Linked DNA regions of Mus musculus: all the other regions are linked to region 3. A link is a contact called in public HiChIP or PLAC-seq data. All regions are on one chromosome and are shown on one strand. Each heading gives the region's core, a stretch centred on a gene start, on an enhancer-like site or on the middle of the called end of the contact. The rest is flanking DNA. Distances are from core to core; before and after follow the strand shown. Region 1 overlaps Cpa6 (carboxypeptidase A6). Region 2 overlaps Cpa6 (carboxypeptidase A6). Region 3 holds the start of Arfgef1 (ADP-ribosylation factor guanine nucleotide-exchange factor 1(brefeldin A-inhibited)).

The links. HiChIP or PLAC-seq counts read pairs in DNA pulled down with a chosen protein or histone mark.
Region 1: a contact with region 3 is called in an H3K4me3 HiChIP or PLAC-seq map of the SCID.adh cell line, with 36 read pairs. The contact joins the enhancer-like site here to the promoter of Arfgef1 in region 3. A contact is called at or near these places in 4 of 39 promoter capture datasets (the HPC-7 cell line, HPC-7-derived erythroid cells, liver and 1 more), 21 of 484 Hi-C or Micro-C datasets (the AML12 cell line, DN3 thymocytes, ECoMG-derived neutrophils and 11 more), 6 of 115 datasets of contacts at active chromatin or transcription factors (the HPC-7 cell line, the SCID.adh cell line, bone marrow-derived dendritic cells and 2 more) and 2 of 9 other capture datasets (adipose tissue and liver).
Region 2: an H3K4me3 HiChIP or PLAC-seq map of the SCID.adh cell line shows a contact between it and region 3, with 20 read pairs. The contact joins the enhancer-like site here to the promoter of Arfgef1 in region 3. A contact is called at or near these places in 4 of 39 promoter capture datasets (the HPC-7 cell line, HPC-7-derived erythroid cells, epiblast stem cells and 1 more), 2 of 484 Hi-C or Micro-C datasets (the G1E-ER4 cell line and conventional dendritic cells), 2 of 115 datasets of contacts at active chromatin or transcription factors (the SCID.adh cell line and bone marrow-derived macrophages) and 1 of 9 other capture datasets (pancreatic islet).

What each region holds. Positions count from the first base shown.
Region 1 is chr1:10,323,834-10,327,080 of GRCm38.p6, reverse strand. Cpa6 (carboxypeptidase A6) reads left to right here. Exons shown (of 11, transcript NM_177834.4): 11 at 1,770-2,362. The coding sequence ends at 1,957. Among named protein-coding and RNA genes, the nearest start is that of Arfgef1, 93 kb to the right of the region's middle. Within about 2 kb of position 1,555, at least 64 of the 459 cell types and tissues checked have an H3K27ac peak or open chromatin away from gene starts, as enhancers often do. A contact at or near this core is called in DN3 thymocytes, ECoMG-derived neutrophils, the G1E-ER4 cell line and 7 more, where this site is marked.
Region 2 is chr1:10,347,169-10,350,386 of GRCm38.p6, reverse strand. All of the region lies in intron 8 of Cpa6 (carboxypeptidase A6), which reads left to right. Among named protein-coding and RNA genes, the nearest start is that of Arfgef1, 120 kb to the right of the region's middle. Within about 2 kb of position 1,421, at least 5 of the 459 cell types and tissues checked have an H3K27ac peak or open chromatin away from gene starts, as enhancers often do. A contact at or near this core is called in the SCID.adh cell line, where this site is marked.
Region 3 is chr1:10,231,162-10,233,988 of GRCm38.p6, reverse strand. It overlaps Arfgef1 (ADP-ribosylation factor guanine nucleotide-exchange factor 1(brefeldin A-inhibited)), which reads left to right and starts at 1,319. Exons shown (of 38, transcript NM_001102430.1): 1 at 1,319-1,618. The coding sequence starts at 1,495.

The DNA of each region.
Region 1 (3,247 bases), core at 306-2,805, 93 kb before region 3:
GAACAGGAGTACATGTATAGCAAACTGGATCACAGAAATTTCAGGAAAGAAAGTACATCAAGATTTTTCTGTACAATATTAATTCATTTAATAAATTATTCCCCTTGGAACTTTTTAATTCTAAACTCTATATACTAGGAACTTTGGGGTGGAAATAAAAAAAGTAATAATAGCACATCCAACGTACTTTCAAGTGATTTATTATTTAATTTTAAAAGCAACCCTTATGTAGCAGGTATTGGCATTATCTTTTTTTAACGGAGTTTGAGGTGCAGGGAAAGCATGCAGCAGGTAGAAGTGGATACCTGGCATACAGGCAGGGTACCTTCAGTCAGTACCCCATGCTTTCAGTTCTTGCCTGAAGAGCTGTAGCATATGAGGCCACGGGAGCCAGAGGAGAGAGTAACCAGAATGGACTCTTAGCTATGTTAAGTGCTATGAGAGGCTTAAAAGTAGTATCTGAGAGGAGAACAAAAAAAAGAAGAAAGAAAGAAAAGAAAAGAAAGGAAAAGAAAAGAAAAGAAAAGAAAAGAAAAGAAAAGAAAAGAAAAGAAAAGACGAGAAAAGAAAAGATATAGGGTCATTGGGGACCTTCAAGAACAAAGTTTACCACACAAGCAGAGACAAGAACCAGACTAAACATGTTTGAGGGTGCAGCCATCTTTATGCTTGAAATCCCTTGAGTTCTCAAAACAAAATAAGGATGGGGGAGGGGGAAGTATGGTAACCAGGGGTATATGGGAATATTATGAATATGTTGAGCATTTTAGCCCATGCAGACATAAGGACGGACACAAAGACCTGGAAGATATTCACAATATAGAGATGGGAGTGTCACGTGGTATCAAGACAGGGTGAGGGAGGGAAGAAAGGAAAGAAGAGAAGGAGGGAGGGAGGGAGGGAAGAGAAAGAGGGAGGGGAGGGGAGGAAGGTGGAAGCAAGCAGCATGTCTTCTTCTGAGCTAAAAAAGGAAAACTTTAGGTTCTAATGTCATCAGAGGAGGTAATGCTTAACCAGTTGGGGGCAGAAGTAAAATGGGGAGTGGGATAAGCTAAGAATGAGGAAGTCCAGTAAATGCCAGGCTGTGAAGCAGCCTAGACATTGCACAATGCACACCACAGGCCCCTCCTCTACAAGGATGCTCTCTGATGCCCTTCCCTGAACTGAAGTCGGTAAAGCTGGTAGTAAGTTGATCATTAGAGAAGCTGACAGAGGAAGGCACTGGAAAGATCTAGGGGAAGTTTTAATGAGATAACCGCCAATGGACAAGTGAAACAAAACCACTGGAAAGCAGGGTGAGGTCTGGAAACTTAAGGCAGAAGGCAGGAAGAGGCTCAACAGGAGTGAGAGAACACAGGAAGAGGAGGAGATATGGTGGCTTTGGGAGCCAAAGTTCCAATTTCTCAGACCTTAAAAAGAAAGAACTGAGTAATAAGAACAACAGAGGTTTCTCATTGTAGATTGCTTATCGGTGGGTAAAGCGAGCAGAGTAAGGATGAAGATAAATGCTGTGGGAACTACCGTTGAGGAACTTTGTGGTTATCACACTGGCGCAGCGCTAAGGCTCAGATCAAAGACAAAAGCACATGTGATTTGTAAGCACATGAGCCAGATGCTGAAGAACACTGTTAGAATATTCTTTCAATTTCTGCTTATTATTACTCTCTCTGTGTGTGTGTGTGTGTGTGTGTGTGTGTGTGTGTGTGTGTGTGTGTGTGTGTGTAAATTAATGTATACTCCTTAGTGAAGTGACTCTTTTTAACTTTTAGATGTAAGCTCTGGTAACTCAATGGATTGGGCTTATAAAAATGGAATACCCTATGCATTTGCTTTTGAACTGCGAGACACTGGGCATTTTGGATTTCTACTGCCAGAGATGCTCATTAAACCCACCTGCACAGAGACCATGCTGGCTGTGAAGAATATCACAATGCACCTGCTAAAGAAATGTCCTTGAGAGGAACAGTCATCTAGTCTACCAACACAGAGAAAGCAGATTCTGATCAAAAGGCACCTTGGCAAACATAACTGTTTAGACTGGAAGGATCCATGGACCTAAAAGGATCTTTCATGCAATTCGACACTTTGCAAAGACTGAAAAGTAGGGCACAGCCTACTTTGGTATGAGAAGAAAGTCCACTTTATATCTCTTTAGAGTCCTATTTGATTACAAGGGGGAGGGAATGTTTTCAAATTCCTTTGTCTCAAAAGGTGTACAAATTAATTGAGGATTTCTCTTCTCTCAACCACTCCATCCTTGATTAAGACCTATGCTACCAACGACATTGAATTACTTGGTTCTTATTTGAAATGGAAACAATCAACTGTGTTTCTTAATAAATACATAACTTTTCAAAAAACTAACATGATTCACACATTCATCTCAGTTCAGTGGACTGTATACATCTATAAAAAGTTGGGCAGATGTTCAAATGAACCCACAGACCTGTGGCTCACTGCACAAGATAGACCCTGGCAACACTGAATCATGGATAGATGAGGGGCACCTGAGGCCCACCCCAGCTGAGAATTTATTGGAAGTTAAGAGCTGTAGGATATGGGGAGTCATTTTTCTTCCAGTGTGTATCCACTGGCAAGTCTCTTATGAACTAGTAAATAACCCTACATGCACGTGGATGCATGCAAACAATTCTAATTAACTCTGGGTTACTTTAAGAGTGAGAAGTTAGAAGGGAGCTGTGTTGGAAATAAAGAGGTGTGGGGGGAAATGAGGTGGGGTTAAGAGAGGTAAATGGGACCTAAACACATGCAGTGGTTCTCATCCTTCCTAAAGCTGGGATGCTTTAAAACAGTTCTTCATGTTGTGGTGACCACCCAATCATAAAATTATTTTGTTGCTATTTCATAACTGTAATTTTGTACTGTTATAAATAGTAATGTGTCCCAACCTGCAGGATTAAACAACGAGGATCTTGAGGGAGGGAGGGAGAATGGATGGAACAAGAGATGCAAAGGAAGGAGACAAGACAGAGGTCTGATCAAGTCTCATTTATTTTCAGAAAACACTTGGCATATAAAGCTGCAAACCACAATTACAAAGTTGAATCAATTGCTAAATAAGTGATTGGGTAAATGGAAAGTGCTAAGCAACCAGTTGAGTAAAAAGAAAGTTCCAACAAGAAGATGTCTTAAAGCTGGAAGGTTCCAACCATAAGATGTCTTAACTATACTCAGGAAACAGAAAAACAAATTTCTTAAAAGCAGAAGTTAAGAATAATAATTATAA
Region 2 (3,218 bases), core at 172-2,671, 120 kb before region 3:
ATAAAGCTCTTTTAGGAGGACTTCATCACGTAAACGTATCATATAACTTCTACCCAAAGGTGGTATAATGAAACTTTACTCAAACAGATTAATAGTGTACAACCCTCATGTTAAAGCTTATGTCCAAAGTCAAAGGAATAGAGCAGAAAAGATTTACTCATTTGGAGAAGAAAGGTGAGGCCTGGTGGTACAGCCCTGTAATTCCAGCTACTTGGGAATGTGAGGTGGGCAGGTGTTATCACGAGTTCAGCTTTGTCTCCTTAAGTTCAAGGCTAGCCTGAATAACTTAACAGGATGCCTCCTCAAAAAACAAAACAAAATAAAAGCTAAGGGTTTGGGGCTCAGCAGCAGAGAACCTACCTACCATGTATGAACCCTGAGCCCTGGGTTCAATTCTCAGCTCTGGAGGGAGAGGAAGGGAGGGAAAAAGAAGGAAGCTGAGGAAGAGAGAGAGGGATCGAGGGAGGGAGGGAGGGAGGCAAGGAGAGAGGAATGGCCATTCTTTGTCCTTTATCTGGGCTGCAGTGTTGGTTAATGGCTATACATCATTTAAGTTACATCTCAATAAATTTTATTTTTAAAAGCTAAGGTAATAAAATGCTTTTACATTAGAGTTTATTAGTTATTTTCTCAAAAAATCCTGATGGTGACATTTTTGTTGGAATTTTGTGGGACAGAAATTGGCATCTTTTATAATACTGTCATCATGCTCATAAACATGGTCTAGTTTTCTTGATTGCAGGTACTTAAGATTTTCTTTATAACATTATAGTGAGGGATTGTTTTGATGATATATCTCATTTTTATGAAGTAGCCTCATAAGAAATAGTAATGAAAATAAAAGTACAGTATTATATTCTTGAAGTTGGTTTTGATTTAGTTTATTCCAGTCTCCTCTTCTTGAACAATGTCTCTATGGATGTGTTTACAAAAGACCTAGTTTTGGAGAAGTTATGGGAAGTTTAAAACATAGTACCTACCTGGTCACTGGAGATAGATCTTCAAAGGGATCTTATCTCTAGCTAGTGTGTGTGTCTGTGTGTGGGGGGGGGGTGAGTGTCTTCATCCCTCTCTCCCTCCCTCCCTCCTTCCCTCTATCTCCCCCTTTTCTTTTCCACCCCCTTTCCCCACCATGAATAAACTTCACTGCCACCTGCTCTTCCTGCTGTTGTTATGCCCTAAGTCCATGGGAAACCCAGATGACCCCAAGAATTGCAAAGTCCACTGCAACTTGCAAAAGTCTCTTTTTATTGTTCTGAGTCTTGACTTGGATCACATTCCCTGAACTCACAGAGTAAATGCTGGCATGTGATGCTGAGTCCAGAAAGCACTGGGTTTATATTCAGTATAGTTAGGAATTCCTTGAGTGCTCAGGGTGAAGGGGAGTGGAGGGCTGTAACCATTTGGTGGGAGGGAACTGAAGCTGGGAGGGGGATTGATGGGTGCCTATGTGGGGTTATCAGGGACTATTTTTATGGCCGGTCATAACTGTCTGTGACTTCTGATTACCTTTTCTCACGATTTAAACGTGGGGCCTTAATCTTCATTGAGTTTGTTATTTCTTTAAGGTCCCAAGGACAGGCACCTGGGGAGCTTGGTTCTTTATCAGAGGGAGGGCTAGATTCTAGCATCACAGAGGTGGAGAGCTAACATCTGGCCAGCATCAAGCTAGCATCTGGCTCCTCCAGGTGTTTTCAATGGGGGAGGGGGAGTTATGGGCAGTGCCATTCTAATGCTGGGCTGGGTTTCCTCAGAGTGGCCAGAGAGGGGGAGGGAGCCCTGGGCTTGCTGCAGGGGGACACAGTGGGACTCAGTGCAGAAAACAGCTGCCCAAGTACTATGCTTGCCACAAAAGGGAGGGGCTTCTGCAGGAAAATATGCAGAGGCAAACCATCTGTACACAACACTGAGGTCTCTTTAGTGAGGCTTCCAAGAAGCAGGGCAATTAACCACTGAAAGTTAGCATCAGTAATTTGGGGGGCTACAACACTGACATTTTGCAGCAGTGTGACATGCTCTTCCAAAATTCATGTGAACCTGGAATATCTCTATAGAAACATGTTTGGAATTGGGGTATTTGTATACTAGAGTGTGATACACTCTAAACCTGATGAAAGGACACACAAAGCCACACAGAAAGACTTTCTCAGTGCTGTAACAGGATGCCTTAACCCAATGCCATAAACAAATTAAGGTAGGGGGATTTATCTTTGTTCTTGATTTCAGAGGGTTCAAGTTCATAGTCCCTGTCCCTGTGCACTTAGGCCAGAAGAGTATATGGTAAAGAAGCATATTCATTGTTCACAAGAAGCAGAGGTGGGGTAGAAAAGTAGGACAACATATCCCAAGGATCTATTTCTTCCTAAAATTCCCATAGCCTCCCAAAATAGTACTACCACCAACTCAGGACCAAACAATCAACATATGAGTCTACTGGAGACATTTTATATTCAAACCATAATAATGACCATATAAAGAAGGAGACAGAAACTGAAGTAACACGGTTACAAATCAAGTATGGTAGGAGCAGGGAAAAGCTGAAAATGGCAAGGAAGGATTCTTTCCTAGAACATCCAAAGAGAGGGCAGCTCTGTTGATGTCTTGATTTTATACTGCTAGTCTCAAGGACAGCAACAGTATCATTTCTATCACTTTAAGACCCAACTTATTGTAGCCTAGGAGGCAGGAAGCTGCTGCAATCCTTAAGGCAGACACCTGCTGTCTCTACTACAACTTAATTATGTAGAAATGATATTGCTGTGGTTTATTTTTTACAGGAAAATGAAACGGTATTATATTAATCTGCTCTCTATTTTCTGTGCTTCTGGCTACTGCCCCAGTGTTCTGGATTCCCGAAAGACACACGTACATATACAGACTTATATTTTAAATATCTAAAACAGCTCAATGGCTGGGCCACTTCCTAACTCCTTGTGGCTTACACACACTCCCCTTCGATATTGCTGAGGTAATACTTACTGAATTTATATTTTAACTTTGCTGCCCTAGACCCTGCTGGGCAGCTTTCCCTTTGAACCTACACGTTGGCTGTCTCTCCCTCTGTTGGCTGTCTCTCCCTCTGTTGGCTGTCTCTCCCTCCTGCACCTTTCAGGGCGTGGCCTGTCTCCTATGCCCTGGTCATGGCAGAATTCCCTTTTCCTCCTTCTTTGGTCCCTTCCCCAGAATTCTAAAATTCCCGCCTCTATCTCCCTGCCCAG
Region 3 (2,827 bases), core at 70-2,569:
CTCAAGTCTTGTCACTTTGCAGCGTTCACACCTTTGGATTCTGATTGCTGCATTAATATAAATCCACAGCTAACACACTCTAAGGAAAAGAAAGCAAAAGCTGTATCCTAACCGGGATCCCATGTTGCTGGAGACACGCAATAGCATGGAACCCCCTGTAAACCGGCTGCATTTATTTCATGGGATTCTTAACGTTTTCTCTCAGAAGCAATGCGGAAATTTGAGTTCTGTGGCATTAAAGCAGGCACAGTATGGTCAGGAGTATCTGTTCTTAAAGCTTTTCCATTCTGAAAACTCCGGATTAAAGGTAGAGAACGGGAGGGCTCTGTGCGGTACCTGAGTCAGAAGCACTCACCTTAACTTCAGTGTCAATCAGAAAAGGGCATGAAACCTAGGGTTTACTGATTTACCCTATTGAGAGATTTAAAAAGTGAAAATATTCCTGAATCTTCGCCCAGTGGTTTTTAGCTTACGTTTTGCAAAAGAGATCCATCTTGAAGTAATTGAAAGTATCGGTCAAGGATAGCAATTTCCTACACCTGAGAAGGAAATTTAGACCCCGTGTGGCAGGCGGAAACCAGGTGCGCCTGAGGGAGCGACGCGGGTGTTCCTGTGGCCCTAGGACCGCGAGGAACTTTGCTCCCCGGCGACCGGCTGTCCAGAAAGTTGGGGAAGCCCGTGCACGGTAGGCAGGGGTCCTGTCGTCCCGGCCTTGGGAGCGCCCCTGTGCTCCGATCACGCATCCCAGTAGCCCGCAAGAGCAGAAGCCCCGCGCCACGCCGTGCCGCGCAGCAGGACGCCCGCCACGCCCCACGCTGCCCTGCAGGCGAACGCGGGAGGCGGCGAGTCCCCGCCGGGCCGCCGTAGAGTTGCAGCTCCGGCCGCTCCTCCCGCGCCGCCCTCCGCCCCTTGCCTCTCGGCGCCGCGGCAGCTCTGGGCTGGCGCTGGCACCGCCGCCGCCGCCGCTTCCTCTCCGCAGCCGTTCGGCCGCTGCGTGACGCGTCGTTTCCTCTCAACATGGCGTCCGGGGCAGGTCGGCGGTGATGGAGGCCAGTCGGCGGCTGCGGCGGATGCTGGTCCCCACGGTAGCTAGGGCAGCCTCGCGCCTGCTGGCAGTGTGAGGCGCCGCCACCTAGGCCCTCGGCCCCGGGAAGACGGCCGCCCGGGCCGAGTGCCGCCGCCGCCGGGCCGTAGGGACGAGTGAGGCGGGCGGCCGGGAAGCGACCCCCGGGCCGACGGCGCCGAGGCCGGACGGGCGCGGCCCTCGAACGGCGGCCCCTCGAGCGTGGCGAGGCTTTCGACGCCCTTGGCGGCCCCGCGGCCGCTCCGCGTCGCCGGCCGCTTCCTGGTGCCGCCGCTGCCCTCCACGCCTCCTCGCCCCCACCGCCACCTCCTCGCCTTTCTCCCTCCCCGTCCTCATCCCGGTCCCCGTCCCCCTCCTCCGCCTTCCCTCCAGCCGCCGGGACCGCCGCCGCCGCCGCCTCCTCCGCGTCCATGTATGAGGGCAAGAAGACGAAGAACATGTTCCTGACCCGGGCCCTGGAGAAGATTCTGGCCGACAAGGAAGTGAAGAAGGCGCATCACTCCCAGCTGCGCAAAGCGTGCGAGGTGGCCCTAGGTGAGCCCGGAGGAGGCCGCGGCGCGGGGTGCCGGCCGCGAGAGGTGGGCGGCGTGGCGGGCGGCTCGTCCGGGGAGCCCTGCTGGCCGCCCGACTGGAGTTGACAGCAACTCGGCTGGACGCGGGGCACCGGCTGAGTGGAGGAGGATAGGCGGCCAGCCGGGGCCCCTGGAACTCGAGATGGTTACGGATCGCGAGGCACCTGGCTTCGAGTGGTCCACAGGACGGGATGGGGGGAGGGTTGTTGGTGGCCCCTGCGGTGCGGACAGAATGTCATCCTTTGTGATGGAGCAGAAGATGAGCTGTTGTTTATTAGCTTAGAAATTGAGGTGGGGCCGATCTGACGAGACTGAGCGTGGGGGAGGGTTCCGTATTGCAATTACAATAACTTTATGATTTGGCGTGGTACTTTGGGAAGAAAGGTTGAAGTTGTTCCCTCGTTGACAGTCTCGAGAAAGGGGGTTGCAAAAGGTGCCTCGAGTTTGCCATCTCTCTGCCCCAGCTACAGGAAAAAAGAGTAGTAATGTAACCTACTGGGCTGACCTGGAAGAACAAGACTAGAGGTTAAGGGGGTGGCGGTGGCCGTGTCTGTGTGGAAATGTGGAAGGAAAGAACCTTTAGATAAATTGACTTTAGGTAACACAGAAAGGGGTGTGTGTGAAATGAGAGAAAAGAGAAAGACAATGACACCCACCAGCCACATGTCTGGACAGTGGCAGCTGTTCTCAAGCTTCAGTTGTGATTTATAGTTCAGACAGAAGAGGTCTAGTGTAATGAAGCCACAGCAGGGCAAATCCCAAACAATACCTATAAAACCATTGTAGGCAGATAACGATTTGTTTGCGGTAGGTTTGGTAGGTCTAGTGCATCCATCAATAAGAGAATTGTTAAGGGAGAAGCCAGAACATTTAACACAGATAAATTTGTGATGCTTACCCTTTTGTTTATAGCCCTGGACCAGAGCAGCTCAACTTTGCAAGAAATGAAAATGGTTAAAAGTGATTTTTGAAAAACATTTTTGAAAGGGGACAAACTAACTTTATGCTAAAGTAAGGGGTCCAGATAGGTTAGAGACAATTTTGCATTTAAGTTTTGACTTAAGACTACCATTTAACTTACTCCAAATGTTACAGCCGCCCTTCCTCCTTTTTTTCTCAATACTTAGTAATATGAAAAACATCAACTGGATTTGTTTAACATCCACCAAAA